2 separate regions of the Sus scrofa genome follow, and region 2 is linked to region 1. A link is a contact called in public HiChIP or PLAC-seq data. All regions are on one chromosome and are shown on one strand. Each heading gives the region's core, a stretch centred on a gene start, on an enhancer-like site or on the middle of the called end of the contact. The rest is flanking DNA. Distances are from core to core; before and after follow the strand shown.

What was found. HiChIP or PLAC-seq counts read pairs in DNA pulled down with a chosen protein or histone mark.
Region 2: an H3K27ac HiChIP or PLAC-seq map of alveolar macrophages shows a contact between it and region 1. The contact joins two enhancer-like sites. A contact is called at or near these places in 3 of 47 Hi-C or Micro-C datasets (blood, embryonic fibroblasts and epiblast stem cells) and 1 of 2 datasets of contacts at active chromatin or transcription factors (alveolar macrophages).

Annotation. Positions count from the first base shown.
Region 1 is chr6:17,398,591-17,405,422 of Sscrofa11.1, reverse strand. All of the region lies in intron 1 of NFAT5 (nuclear factor of activated T-cells 5), which reads left to right. Among named protein-coding and RNA genes, the nearest start is that of NFAT5, 33 kb to the left of the region's middle. Within about 2 kb of position 4,327, at least 1 of the 83 cell types and tissues checked has an H3K27ac peak or open chromatin away from gene starts, as enhancers often do. A contact at or near this core is called in alveolar macrophages, where this site is marked.
Region 2 is chr6:17,462,867-17,469,698 of Sscrofa11.1, reverse strand. No RefSeq gene overlaps it. Among named protein-coding and RNA genes, the nearest start is that of NFAT5, 31 kb to the right of the region's middle. Within about 2 kb of position 4,193, at least 27 of the 83 cell types and tissues checked have an H3K27ac peak or open chromatin away from gene starts, as enhancers often do. A contact at or near this core is called in alveolar macrophages, where this site is marked.

The DNA.
Region 1 (6,832 bases), core at 3,078-5,577:
CGCTGGCCTACGCCAAAGCCACAGCAACGTGGGATCTGAGCCGCGTCTGCAACCTACCCCACAGCTCACGGCAACGCCGGATCGTTAACCCACTGAGCAAGGGCAGGGACCGAACCCGCAACCTCATAGTTCCTAGTCGGAATCGGTAACCACTGCGCCATGATGGGAACTCCAGCATTTTTATTTTTATTTTTATTTGTGTGTATGTGTGTGTTTTAGAGCCACACCCATGGCACATAGAAGTTTCCAGGCTAGGAGTCCAATTGGAGCTACAGCTGCTGGCCTACACCACAGCTGCAGCAACATCAGATCTGAGCCACTTCTTCGACCTACACCACAGCTCACAGCAACGCCAGATCCTTAACCCACTGAGCGGGGCCAGGGATTGAACCCACAGTCTCACGGTTCCTAGTCAGATTGGTTTCTGCTGCACCACGATGGGAGCTCTTATCAGCATTTTTAAAATATAAAAACTTATACTTTAACCAGTTTTCATGTTAGAACTTTTTTCCCCAGGTGCTCTTTTCAGCTATAGCTCTCAGAGGGCTGACTTTTTCTCTGTCTTCCTAGTTGTTCATTAACCTGTTAGCACTTGACTACTTTAATAGGTTCAGAAAAATCTACTGCTTGTTAGTTGAAATTGCTAAGAGATAGAATTGGAATTAATCTGCTTGTAGTATATCTTCCAAATCTGATTTCATTTTGAGAAAAGTTCCTTCTAACTTTAATAGACCAACTTAACATGTTATGATAAATAACATGTAGGATTATTTCTATTATGGGAGAGTGGGCAGGTAGATAACTTACACTAATGTTGTATTACACTTTGCCTGCAACTTTGTACAGCACTTTGACATAGATTACCTCATTTAATTTTTTGCACCTAGGAGAGGTATAGTTAACATCCCTATATTATAGGCAATAAACCAAAACCCCACATGATTAAGAGACTTGCCCAAGTTGGCAGTGTTAATCACTAGAAAAGCTAGGGTGGAAAAAAAAGATATTCTAACTTCTGTTCCTTTTTTTTCTGTAACCTTGGCCAAGCTCATTTGTTTACTGACTGACTGAGGATACAATAGTAAAGGACAAAAATATGATTCCTGCCCTAATTGAGCTTACCTTCTAGTTGGGGAGAGGACTAATAAATAATCCATTAAAAATAGTATACTATGTGTTCTGAGAAGAGAAGTATAGATTGATGAGATGGGACATGAGAAGTCGGAAAATCAGGGCTTTTGATAAAAGGTGACATCCAGACTCAGTCCTAAAATTATAAAAATTCATCAGGTAAAGGTGAAGGAGCTGTATTGGAGGAAGAATGTTTTAGACAAAGACATATCGTATCATGATTGGAATATCAAATTGGGCGATTTGGAGGTGAGCAAGAGCTTAGTATGTTGAGAATTGAAAGAAGTTCATTATAACTGGATCATAGAGCTGGAGATTGGAGAAGGGGAGAATAAGGGAGGGAAAAAGTATTGTACAAGATGTGGTAAACCAAGGCTAGATATGAGAACCTAAATTAGTAGCACAAGGTTGGAGATAAGAGACCCTCAAATACTATATAAAGCTGAATAAATGAGATAGAAATACCATAATAAATTAGTGATATTTATACAGTTATTATATATCTCTTTGTTTTTTCTTTGTGCAGGAAAGGTTGCACAAATTTACAATGATTCTAATTGAAAATGTAACTCAGCACTGTTCACCATGGTGAACTTTAGAGATCGGCTTTGGCTATCAGATTCTTTTGCTACCATTTCTGTTCTGGCTTCCCTATTCTAGTATGTCTAAGTTAATCTTCCTCCAACATGTTATGAAGTAAGTCTTGGACCTAAAGTTAATAGAGAATAAATAAGTAAGCGAAGGTTACTCTTTACAGACCTTAATAACCTCTGTCATCTAGAGAAGATTAAGGGAGAAAAAGGATTATAGGAATTATTTGGAATGGAGGGGTGTAAATTGTGATTTGTTGCTAGAATGGTATTTTTTATTTTTAAGCATAAATTTAAGTCATTAATGTATTGAGTATTAAGAGCTTTGGGAATGTGTTATTTATTCAGTATATTTTGTGCTCAGTGCTTAAGGTAAAGAGGCTCACCATTGTTAAAGGGCAGACAGACACACGATTTCAGCATAGTTTGGTAAATGCCACTTTAAATTAAAACAACTGTTTCATGCTGTAAATAAGGCAGCAGAAGATAATGAGTTTTATTTTAGGTACGTTGAAATTAAGATGCTTGTGGAACATTGAGCACCTACTGTATACCAAGCACTGATCTAGGTACTGGAATTAGAGATTTAAAAAAAAGTCCCTGCCTTCAGCAGTTTATATTCAGTTGGTTGGAAAGAGATAATAAGCAAATCACTATCAAATGTCAGAGGGTAAGAACAGGCAAATCCATAGAGACAGTGAGTAAATTAGTGGTTGCCAGAACTTGGGTCATGAGGGAGTGAGGAATGACTTGCTAATAATGGCTGTGGAGTTTTTTTGGGGGTTATGAAAATGTTCTGGAATTGAATGGTGGTGATGATTGTAAAACTTTGTGAGTATACTCAAACCATTGAATTGTCTAGTTTAAAGGGTGCACTATTGTTATGTAAATTATATCAATCAAAAAGTGGTGGGGAGTACAAAAAAGAAAGCAGGTTTTGGAAGGGTAAGTGCTAGAGGGTGCTGTTTTCTGTAGGGTGGTCAGAGTGCCCCAAAGAAGTGGTGCCTCGTTTATAGAGGCCTGAAGGAATTAAGGGAGTAAGCTAATACCTAGGGAAAGAATTTCCCGGATGGAGGAACAGCAAGTTCAGAGGATTGGAAAGGTGCTTGGCATGTTCAAGAAACTACTAGTAAGGAGGCCAGTGTGATTGGAGCAGAGTGGGTAAGGAGGAGAGTTGTAAATGATAAAGCAAGAGACATGTTTGGGTGGTTAGATCATGTAGGATTTGGGATTTTACTCTTAGATGGGCGCTGAGGAGTGATCTGAATTAGGTTTCAAAGGGATTGTTCATTCAAGCTACAATGTAGATAATAAACTGTAGGAATGAAATAGTAAATCACTTGAAAAGCACTTGCATTTGTCCAGGTGAGATAGTTAGGTATTATATACAGGATGGTAGCAGGAGGTAGTAAGAAGTGTGGGAATTCCCGTTATGGCTCAGCGGAAATGAATCTGACTAGCATCCAGGAGGATGTAGGTTTGATCCCTGGCCTCTGTCAATAGGTTAAGGATCCAGCGTTGCTATGAGCTGTGGTATAGGCCAGCTTCTATAGTTCTGATTCAACCCCTCTCCTGGGAACCTCCACATGCCAAGGGTACAGCCCTAAAAAGATTTAAAAAAAGAAAAAAAGAAAAAAAAAAAAAAAAGGAAGTGTGGTGTTCTGGATATATTGTGTAGGAAAAGCAGACGGTAATTGCTTATGAATTGTGTGGCGTGTGAGAGAAAAAGATGATAACCAAAAATTTTGAACGGAGCAACTGGAAAAAGGAATTCTCATTTAATGAGATGGGAAAGACTCTGGTGGGTAAGTAGATGGGGGGAAATAAATCAAAAGATTGACTTTACAATTATTTGAATTTAGAGCTGCACAATTGCTATGGTTAATGTAATGTATTTTTTGTTTTGTATTCAAATTTTGGAAACCTTCCATAAGTGTCTATCATGTATAAATTATGGGATTTCAAGACACTTCAAGTTTTTTTGAGTAGCAACTAGTATTCAGTACTGTTTGAGTTGACAGTAGTCATTAACCAGCTTGTCCTAACTGTCCTCGTCTTATTGTGAGTTTTGTATTATGTTCATCAATGTCAATAATTCATGTCAAACATCAACAAACTTGTATCATTTCCCAATGTGTCTGTATGATTCATTCCTCTTTGTTAATTAGATTATCAAACAATAAAAAAGATTGATTTTAGACATACTAAGAATGAAATATCTATATAAATATCCAAAAGAAGATACTAAGTAGGTACTTATATCTATAAATCTGGAACTGGAGTCCAACATAAATAGTCATCATCATATGAATATCAATGGAGTTATGATTGATGTTGACCTTCTTTCAACAGAAAGAAAGAAGGTTGGGGATTCATTTCCCTGGGTAAAACACCCTAAATATTTAAGGGGCATGAAACAAGTAGTGGACTAGAATCAATGAGGGAAGAAAAGAAACAGAAGATAAGAGAGGAATTTCCAGTAGTAGAACCAGAGGTGGCAGATAAGTCAATTAGGAGTTTATTGGTGCAGAGAAACTTTAATGGACTGGTGGCAACAGAAGCCTAGTAGTAGTAGGTTGAGTAATAGGTGTGAGTAGAGGAAGTGGAAGCAGCTAGTGAAGACAACTGTTATACTAAGTGTGTTGGAAGAGGGAAGGGGAGGTGGAAGCTAGAAAGAGATACAATAGGAATAGGAATCTTGTGGAATGAAGAGAGTTGAAAATAAAAGATAGGAATTAATTTAATAGAAGAAAGTTTTCCTTCAAAAGAAGAAAAAGGAATCTAGTACACAGGATTGTTTTTTCTTTTGGACCTAAAGGAACAGAAGTAGGGATAATTTGTATCTGGAAAAGGAAGTATGGGGAATTCATTCTTAGAGCTTGCCTGTTTTCTCCTTGGAACAATAAGCAGTTATTTGCCAAGAATGACAGATATAGGTTGGTGGCTCTAAGATGGGGGAGCTGAGGAGGAATACTTGAAATAAATAAATAAAAGGTTTCCTGAGCTACTTTTAGGAGGATCATGAATTCATAGTAGTAACTAGTCTGTGTATTTTGATTTTTTCCATTAAAGTTTAAAATACTGTGGATCTGGAATATTGAAGATGAGTGGTTAGGGTTATTGAGGATTGAATATGTTTAATAGGGTGATTATAATAAGAAAAACAATTAAGGGCTGGGTAAAAGAATTCTTCAAGTCACAACCTCATCTGTTTCTTGAAGTTATCCTCCATTGTTCTTTTTCTTTTTCATTTTTGTTTCTTTTTTTTTTTTAGGGCCACACCTATGGCATATGAAAGTTCCCAGGCTAGGGGATGAATTGGAGCTGCAACTGCCAGCCTACGCCGTAGCCATAGCAACTCTAGATCCAAGCTTCATCTTCGACCTGCATCACAGTTCATGGCAATGCTAATTCCTTAACCAACTGAGTAAGGCCAGGGATTGAACCCACATCCTCATGGATGCTAGTGGTGTTCAATACCACTGAGCCAAAAATGGGAATTCCCATTTTTGTGTTTCTTTTCCCTGTTAATGCTGCCTTGTGTTTAATCTGTATAATTAATATGTATTTATATATTTATCTTAAGTTTGAATTTTTTTAAAACATATGTGATTGGTTAAATCCAAGGATGTGGAACCTGAGGATAGAGAGGGCTGATTGTATCCCATAGTGTAAATACCAAATATACTTAAATCAGCCAGTCTTCGATGATGGAGTTTTATTTTATTTTAACTGTTATAAACATCACTATAAGGAACACAGTGCATACTTTTTTCCCCCCTCTCTACTGCTACAGTTATTTCCTGTGAGTAATAATAGCTAATACTTATGTAGCATTTTCTCTATGATGAGCACTAAGCACTTAAATTTTTTATTTTTACACTTTTTTCTGCTATTAAATTTCAAGGTGAATCTTTCACACATGCATCTTTTAGCTTTATTTTGAGAATGAGCTAACTAAATAAAACTACCCGCAAGTAATTAGATAAAACCATACTCAAACCATCCTATAATATTTTGGTTACATGTTTAGGCTTTGGAGTCAAAACAGATCTGGATTCAAATGCTTGCTCTGCTACTTAGAGCAGTTGTAGGACTCTAAAATTTAATCAGACTCTAAACTTGTTTAAAATTCTAAACTAGCTTTCTAGTTTGTTAAATCAAAGGCATTTAAAAGCATAAAATCTTTTTTTATTGGAACAATGTTATAACTAAGAAGAAGTAGTAATTTTTTTTTTTTTTTTTTTTTTTTTGTCTTTTTGCCATTTCTTGGGCCGCTCCCTCGGCATGTGGAGGTTCCCAGGCTAGGGGTCTAATGGAGCTGTAGCTGCCAGCCTACACCACAGCCACAGCAACTCAGGATCCTTGACCCACTGAGTGAGGCCAGGGATTGAACCCGCAATCTCATGGTTCCTAGTTGGATTCGTTAACCACTGAGCCATGACGGGAACTCCCAAAGTAATAATTTTTTAAAAATAGAGCTCAAGAAAAAGCAAAAAGACAAAAAAAAAAATCTTCGTTGTCTTTTGTCTAATAAAATTCATAAAATTAAATCTATCTTGTAATTCTAAATCATGTATTCAAGGAATAGTTGATAGTAGAAGAAAATGTCCATAATGGGAGTTTTCTTTGTGGCTCAGTGGGTTACAAACCCAACTAGTATCTCTGAGGATGTGGGGTTGATCCCTCGCCTTGCTCAGTGGGTTAAGGATCTAGCGTTGCCACAAACTGCGGTGTTGGTCACAGATGCAGCTCATATCTGGCATTGCTGTGGCTTTGACATAGGCTGACAACTCTTGCTGCAATTCAACGCCTAGCCTGGGAACTTCCATATGCCATGGGTGTGCCCCTAAAAAAGACACATACAAAAAAAGCAAAAGAAAATGTCCATGATGAATATTAAATTTTTTAATAGGAAAATACAAAACTGTGATCTCACTTTTATTTTTAAAGAGCTAGTAGGAAAGAGATTAAAATGTTAGAATGGTAAGGGAGTTTCCCTTGTGGCTCAGGGCATTAAGGACCTGATACTATCTCTGTAAAGATGCGGGTTTGATTCCTGGCCTCGCTCAATGGGTTAAAAATCTGGTATTGCCACAAGGTGCAACATA
Region 2 (6,832 bases), core at 2,944-5,443, 64 kb before region 1:
AATGGATGTGTAGGTAGGGTGACCAGCTGTCCCAGTCTTCCTAAAACTAAGAGGTTACCTGGATGTGGAACCTTCATTGTAAACCACGACAGGTTGGTTACCTGACGTGTAGGCCAAATAGAACTCAGGTGAGACCTGTGGCTCACACACAGGATCTCATTTCCCCCCAAAACAATCCAGTGAGGTAGTATGTGACCATTGAGGCCTCTCCCTACTGCTTCCTCTCCATGATTGTAAAATCTCATCTCTGCTTAAAGAGGACAGGGCCCTCTGGGAAGCCAGGAGATTAAGGATTTTCCCCCTAATCCTGTGCTTTAGGCTGAAAGAAAGGCTCCATTTATAATTACATTCCATATAGTAAACTTGGACCTGGTCCACTTTTATGAACGTAGAGACCAAAGGCACACAGTCGGGAGGTGACTTGCTTGAGGCATACAGCACGTTGGTGGTAGAGGTTAGCCTCCGGTGTCTTGTTTTCTGGCTTCGTACCTATCTCCTCTATTAGGGAAAGGGAAGAGAGCCACCATTTGCTGACTGCCTCCCAGGCGCCAAGTCCCACGCTGGGCACTCACACAGCCCTCCTAATTCCCAGTAAACTCCCGGGGGGAAGAATTAGAGTCCCAGACCTGTGCCCTTTCCAGGCCACCACCCTGCCAATCCAGGCGTGCCAGGAGGGCGTTCGGAATTGCCAGCTTATCGTTGCACAAAAGGAGGGGTGTGCAACTCAGGATAGAATGAAATAATAAGGGTCACAAATAGGCTCCTTCTGCCCAGTGCTCACCAGCTGTCAGCAGCTCTGTGGGTGGGTCTCAGGTAGAGACAGGTCCGCCTCCTTGGGAAATGATTCTCTGATGAGATGATGCATGTCAAGTGAACTATAAACTTTGAAGAGCGTTCCAGACCTGCTCATGAACATTAGGAATCATCCCCTTTGGGAAAGCTGGTATTCTTGAGGCAATAGACCGAGCTACCAGCCTAGAGAGGGCCCCGCTGGGATTTCCTCTCAACTGGAATTCTAAATTCTTTTACACTTTTGTATGTCTCTGACCTCTTTCAACAGAGTAGCAGAAAGCACTTAGCAACAGTTACCAGACGAGGCTTTTTCTCTCAGATCTGAGTTCGCATCCCAGCTCTGCCACTTACCTGATGCATGATGTGGGACACAGCCTGCTAAACCTCTCTGGCCCTCAGATTTCCCCTCTAAGAATGAGGTGAACAAGACCAGAACATGGGGCCATTGTAAGGATTAAAAGTGCGATGATGTATACTCTCCATACAACCCAGAAGTACCATTCCTATATATTCAAAAGAAAGGAGAAGGCGTATTCACACACAGTCATAATTCACCCAAAATTATTTGTGAATGCTTATAGCAGTTCTGTTCATAATTGTCCCAAGCTGCGAACAACCCAGATGTCCTTAACTGATGAATGGATAAACACACTGAGGTGCCTCCATACAATGGAATATAGCTCACCCCAAACAAGAAATAAATTATAGTTGACCCTTGGATCAACATGGGATTGAATTGGGCCGGTTCACTGATATGCCCATTTTTTTCAATATGAATACTGTACTCTACTTTCTGACTTTGATCGAATCTGTGGCTGTGGAACTGTGGGTACTGGAGGAACTGCATTTGTGGAGGAACCATGAATATGGGGTGGGGGGGACGGTGACTTTTAAGTTATACATGGATATTTGGGTGGAGGGTTGGCGCCCCAACCCCTATGTTGTTCAATAGTCAATTGTATTGATACAACATACGCAATAATAATGGGGATGAAGCTCAAATGCATCCTGCAGGTAAAAAAAGGCAGACATAAGAGACTACCTGTTGCATGATTCCCTTTATATGAGAGTCTGGAGAAGGAAAAACTATAGGCCCAAGAACATATTAGTGGGTGCTAGGGCTGGAGAGCAGAGTGTATATGGAGAGGCTGGGGCGGGGTTAGTGGATGGCTACAGAAGCTCATGAAAGAATTTTTCCTGGGGAGGGTGATGGACCCTTTCAGCATCTTGGCTGTAGTAGTAGCTGTACAAGTATATACATTTGTCAAAACTCACAGGACTCTCCACTAAAAAGGGTGAATTTGGGAGAGGTTCTTGGTCTGGTGATTAGGATTCGGTGCTTTCATTGTTGCAACCTGGGTTCAATCCCTGGTCTGGGAACTGAGATCCCATATCAAGCCACTCTGCGCTGTGGCCAAAAAAATAAAAAGGGTGAGTTTTCCTGTGTGTAAGTTATGCCTCATTAGACCTGACTTATAAAAGGTCAAAATGGGGAGTTCCCGTTGTGGCTCAGTGTGTTACAAACCCAACTAATGTCCATGAGGATTTGGGTTCGATCCCTGGCCTTACTCAGTGGGTTAAGGATCTGGCATGGCCATGAGCTGTGGTGTAGGTTGTAGATGTTGCTCAGATCCTGTGTTGCTGTGGCTGTGGGGTAGGCTGGCAGCTGCAGCTCTGATTCCACCCCTCCCTAGCGTTCGAACTTCCATATGCCGCAGGTGTGGCCCTAAAAAACAATAACAAATGAATAAAAATAAAATGTCAAAACAAAGGAAAAGGGCCTGCTTTAGTGCCCGCAGGAAGAAGATAGCTATAGATTCCTTTCTACTCAAGTGTTAGTAACAACGTGTTCCTCTCTCTAGCATTTTAACTTTTGTAAAAAGAGTCTGAAACTTTAGTAGAAAAAGAAGGGAAGCAGTCTGGGTCCATGTGCATTTGTGTTTATTTGTATATGCGAAGAAGATACACTAGAAACTAATAACAGTGGTGAAGTGACAGGGGAGTGGGGTAGGCAGATGGGGGACCCAACCGAGACAGTCTTTTCAGTATCACTTTGTGTGTGTGTGTATAATATAGTTTCATGGTTTAAAATGTATATAGTTTTATTTACATTTGTATCAATGGTGCATAATTTTTGAATTATGTGAATGTAATTCATATAATATCTATATGTATTATCTATAAAAACAGTAAATTACAAAGAGATATTTAAAAGGTTTAAAAGAAAGGAAATCTTTAATCCCACGGCATGACTCCCCCCACCAGTGGAATCTCTGAGGGGGTGGCATTCTGCGGCAGCCACATCACATGAGTATCTGCTTACTTGGCCTCAGCCCCACCCTCCCTGCTAATAGACTGAAGGAAAGACTTGGCTCCTTGAGTAGGTGGGCTCCTCTTCTCCGGAGGGAGCAGAACTGAGAACCCCTTCGTTCTCCCTCAGGTCTCTCTCCCACAGTTCTCCCAATGGCAGGAATTCCTTCCAGTCTTTCACCTTGCAGCTGGAGTAGGACTTCACCTACAGATGCTCCTTCACCTGAAGAAGTAATTATAAGCCGGAGTTCCCCTCATGGTACAGAAGAAATGAATCCAACTAGGAACCATGAGGTTGCGGGTTTGATCCCTGGCCTTGCTTAGTGGGTTAAGGATCTGGCATTGCTATGAGCTGTGGTGTAGGTCACAGACGTGACTTGGATCCTGCGTTGCTGTGGCTGTGGTGTAGGCCTGCAGCTGTAGCTCCAATTTGACCCCTACCTGGGAACCACCATGTGCCATGGGTGCGGCCCTAAAAAGCAGAAAAAAAAAAAAGAATTATAGGCCTAAAGTCATACTTTGGTGTAAATGTGTGATATTGGACTCTTAGACTCTTTCCCAGAGATGTATTTTGGGAGAGAGAAGCAGACCACCTATGTGTCAGGTGCCTGGACATTTGAGGGGACCTGAAATACAGGGCAATGAGGGGACACAGGTTAATTACTTCTTCCTCTTGTGGGGATAGACCTCCGTGAGAGCCCTAGGAGAGGCCAAGCTGCAGGGCCTGCCTTTTTTGGCAGCACTGGCTGGAGGCCAGGCCTGGATTTGAATCTCGCCTGGGCCTCTTCCTACCAGACACTTTGACCAAGGATCTCTGTACTTCACTTTTCGCATCTTTGACGGAGAGAGCTAATAACACCTGTGCGGAATGGGCAGCTTTGTGGGTGAGAGATGATGTGGGGACCACAGGCAGCACCGTGAAGGATGCTGCTTAGGTCCTGGGCACCCAGGTGCCCTTCTCAGCCAGCTCTGCCTAGGCTGTCTCAGGGCCACACGTGTGGTTTAGGGGGAAAGGGTGACAGACAGAGAGGAGCAGTGAGGTGGAACAATACCAAGAATGAGAGCAGGGCGGTGGGGCTGACTCATGAGATGACTCATTTCCTTGCCCAGGGATGATCTGAGCATCCCCGGAGCTGCTCCTCACAGCCTCCTCACACCCTCTGTTCCCTTTTTGTGGGGAAGGCCCCGGGGAGGGTCGCCCCGCCCCCACAGAGAGTGGGGAGCCGTGTCAGACCTTCCCTCGCAAACCCAAGGACGGAAGGGGAGGTTGGCCCGCTACAAGATCATCTTCCTCTCCACGAAAGAGCAGTCTCCGGACGATGCACTCATTTCGAGAAAGGACAGTTTTTGTCCTGGAATACAGGAGAGAGTCTCGACTCTTTTTGCCCATTTTCAGATTAGCACAAGGCTATCTGCATCCCCACAGAATGCTTGGAAAGCACAGAAAGGTGTGAAGAAGCTGAAAAATATCACCCATCATCCTTTCATTTCGATATAGTTATGGTGATGAGTTTGGTATTTTTCCATTCTATTTTTTTTTTTCCTCTGTGTTTTTTTTCCTGACATGGGTCAAGTTTATGTTGTTTATACTTGCAACAGCAGTATTCAGAAGAGATATGTGAATCAGAAATGTGAGCCACATGCGTAGTTGAAAATGTTTTGGTAGCCTCATTAAAGAACATGAAAACAAACAGGTGAAATCGATTTTAATAATGGATTGTACTTAACCCAAAAGATCTAAACATACTACCATTGCCTCATACAATCAATATACAAATTATTGATGAAATAGTTTACATTCTTTTTAAGTCTTTGAAATCTCCCCCACCTCCACCCCCAACTATAGTGCATCTCAGTTGGGACTGGCTACATTTCAAGTTCTCAGTAGCCACATGGGCTGGTGGTGAGTATATTGGGCAGCACAGCTGTACACAATTTCTCTCTCGCTTTAGTTTTTGCTTAAATCGCATCCTAAATATTTTCCTCAAATCATAAAATATCTTTGAAAAGAGTAACGTGTTTGAGTTTAAGTAACACACATTCACTAATTCCAAAGGTAATTTGCTTCTGTTTTGCTTCTCCTCACTCAGGGACAATTTATGTTAGCCATTTGATACAATTATATCTAGACTTTTCTTGGTAGGTATTCATACTGAGCAAAAATTAGACACATACAATATGTTCTATTTTATAACCACTTTTTTTACTGTATGATACAATGTGAACGTGCAAACAGTAATAGTGACAGTGTCACCTTTGAGTCTGTACAAAGAGTCAGGCGTATTCATACACCTGTTCTCATCTCAGCCGTGGGAGGGGGGACATTTCTATCCCATTTCTCAAGAGTGGACGTGGGGGCTTAGAGAAGTCAAGTGATTTTCATTATTGCAAAGTTGGAATTCCACCCAGATCTTCTGATTTTATCTCCACAGCTTTTCATTTTCACCATATGGTCTCCTTCTGGAGGCAGGCAGGCAGGGGATCCAAGACATGCCAGTGAAGTATTTACAAATTAACTTTTGGAGTAGATGCTCAATACACTGGAGCTGTCTCTCTCTACCCATGGGTTTGCCTAACAAACGCTGAAATCACGCAGGTAAATCCTCTTCCTCCCAGGGCGCACACACGACCCCAGGGCTGCCATCTTCCTGTGGGCCATCCTTCTCCTTCCACTTTTCGCCTTCTCTGTAACCTCCAGGAAAGAATCCTGAGAGTCTCTCTAAGTCAACTTTCTCAGCCTCATCACTGTTGACATATGGGCCAGATAATTCTTTGTCTGGGAAAGGGTGTGTGCAGCTGATCTGGGCTTTAGAGGTTGTTTAGCAACATCCCTGACCTCTGCCCACTAGACACCAGTAGCACTTCCCCCTAAGTTGTGACAATCAGAAGTGTCTGCAGACATTGCCAGATGTCTCCTGGGGTTGGGGGGAAGCCACTGCTCTGAGTGTTATCAGATGGAGGAGTCTTTCCTAAACCAGTCCCTTGGTGTGATCCAGAGACGAGGTAGGAGGATTACTTCCTACCTAGACTGCCATCCTCCACAAAGGGAGGAATCTTTTCTCTCTACCACCGAGTCTGGGTGTCTGCATCTACTAAGCACTCAGTAGATTTGCGCACAATGAAAGATGCTGGTGATTTTTGTTGTTGTCGTTGTACCTTATATTAGGCTTTTCAAGACGGAGTGAACTGTGCCTGATACATGTCCTAGATGATAGTGCCCGTTACAGATCCTTTTGCCCTGGCGTTCTCCATTGTTCCGATTCTGATATTCAGTCTGTTATTTTCCTTCGCCAAAGAGAATGATATGCGGTCTTTGCATTTACATCCCTGACTATCACATTACATGTGGATCATGCTCATATGTCCTGTGCTAGACTGACAAATATTTCTATGAGGCAAAAGAAAGATAATTTTTTTTTTTTTTTTTTTTTTGCCGCTTCCATGACATATGGAAGTGCCTGGGCCAGGGATTGAACCTGTACCACAGCAGTGAAGGAAAGACAATTTTTAACATTTGCATCATATGTCATATTTTGAGCATTCCTTCATCAACTTTTTTTCATTTAGGGTATTTAGACTGTTTTCAATTTTTTCTCATTTTAAATAACACTGCAGTGAACATCTTTTTGTATGTGTCTCTGCTGTACACTTTTTTTTGTCTTTTTAGGGCCACACCCATGGCATATGGAAGTTCCTAGTCTAGGGGTTGAATCAGAGCTGCAGCTGCCGG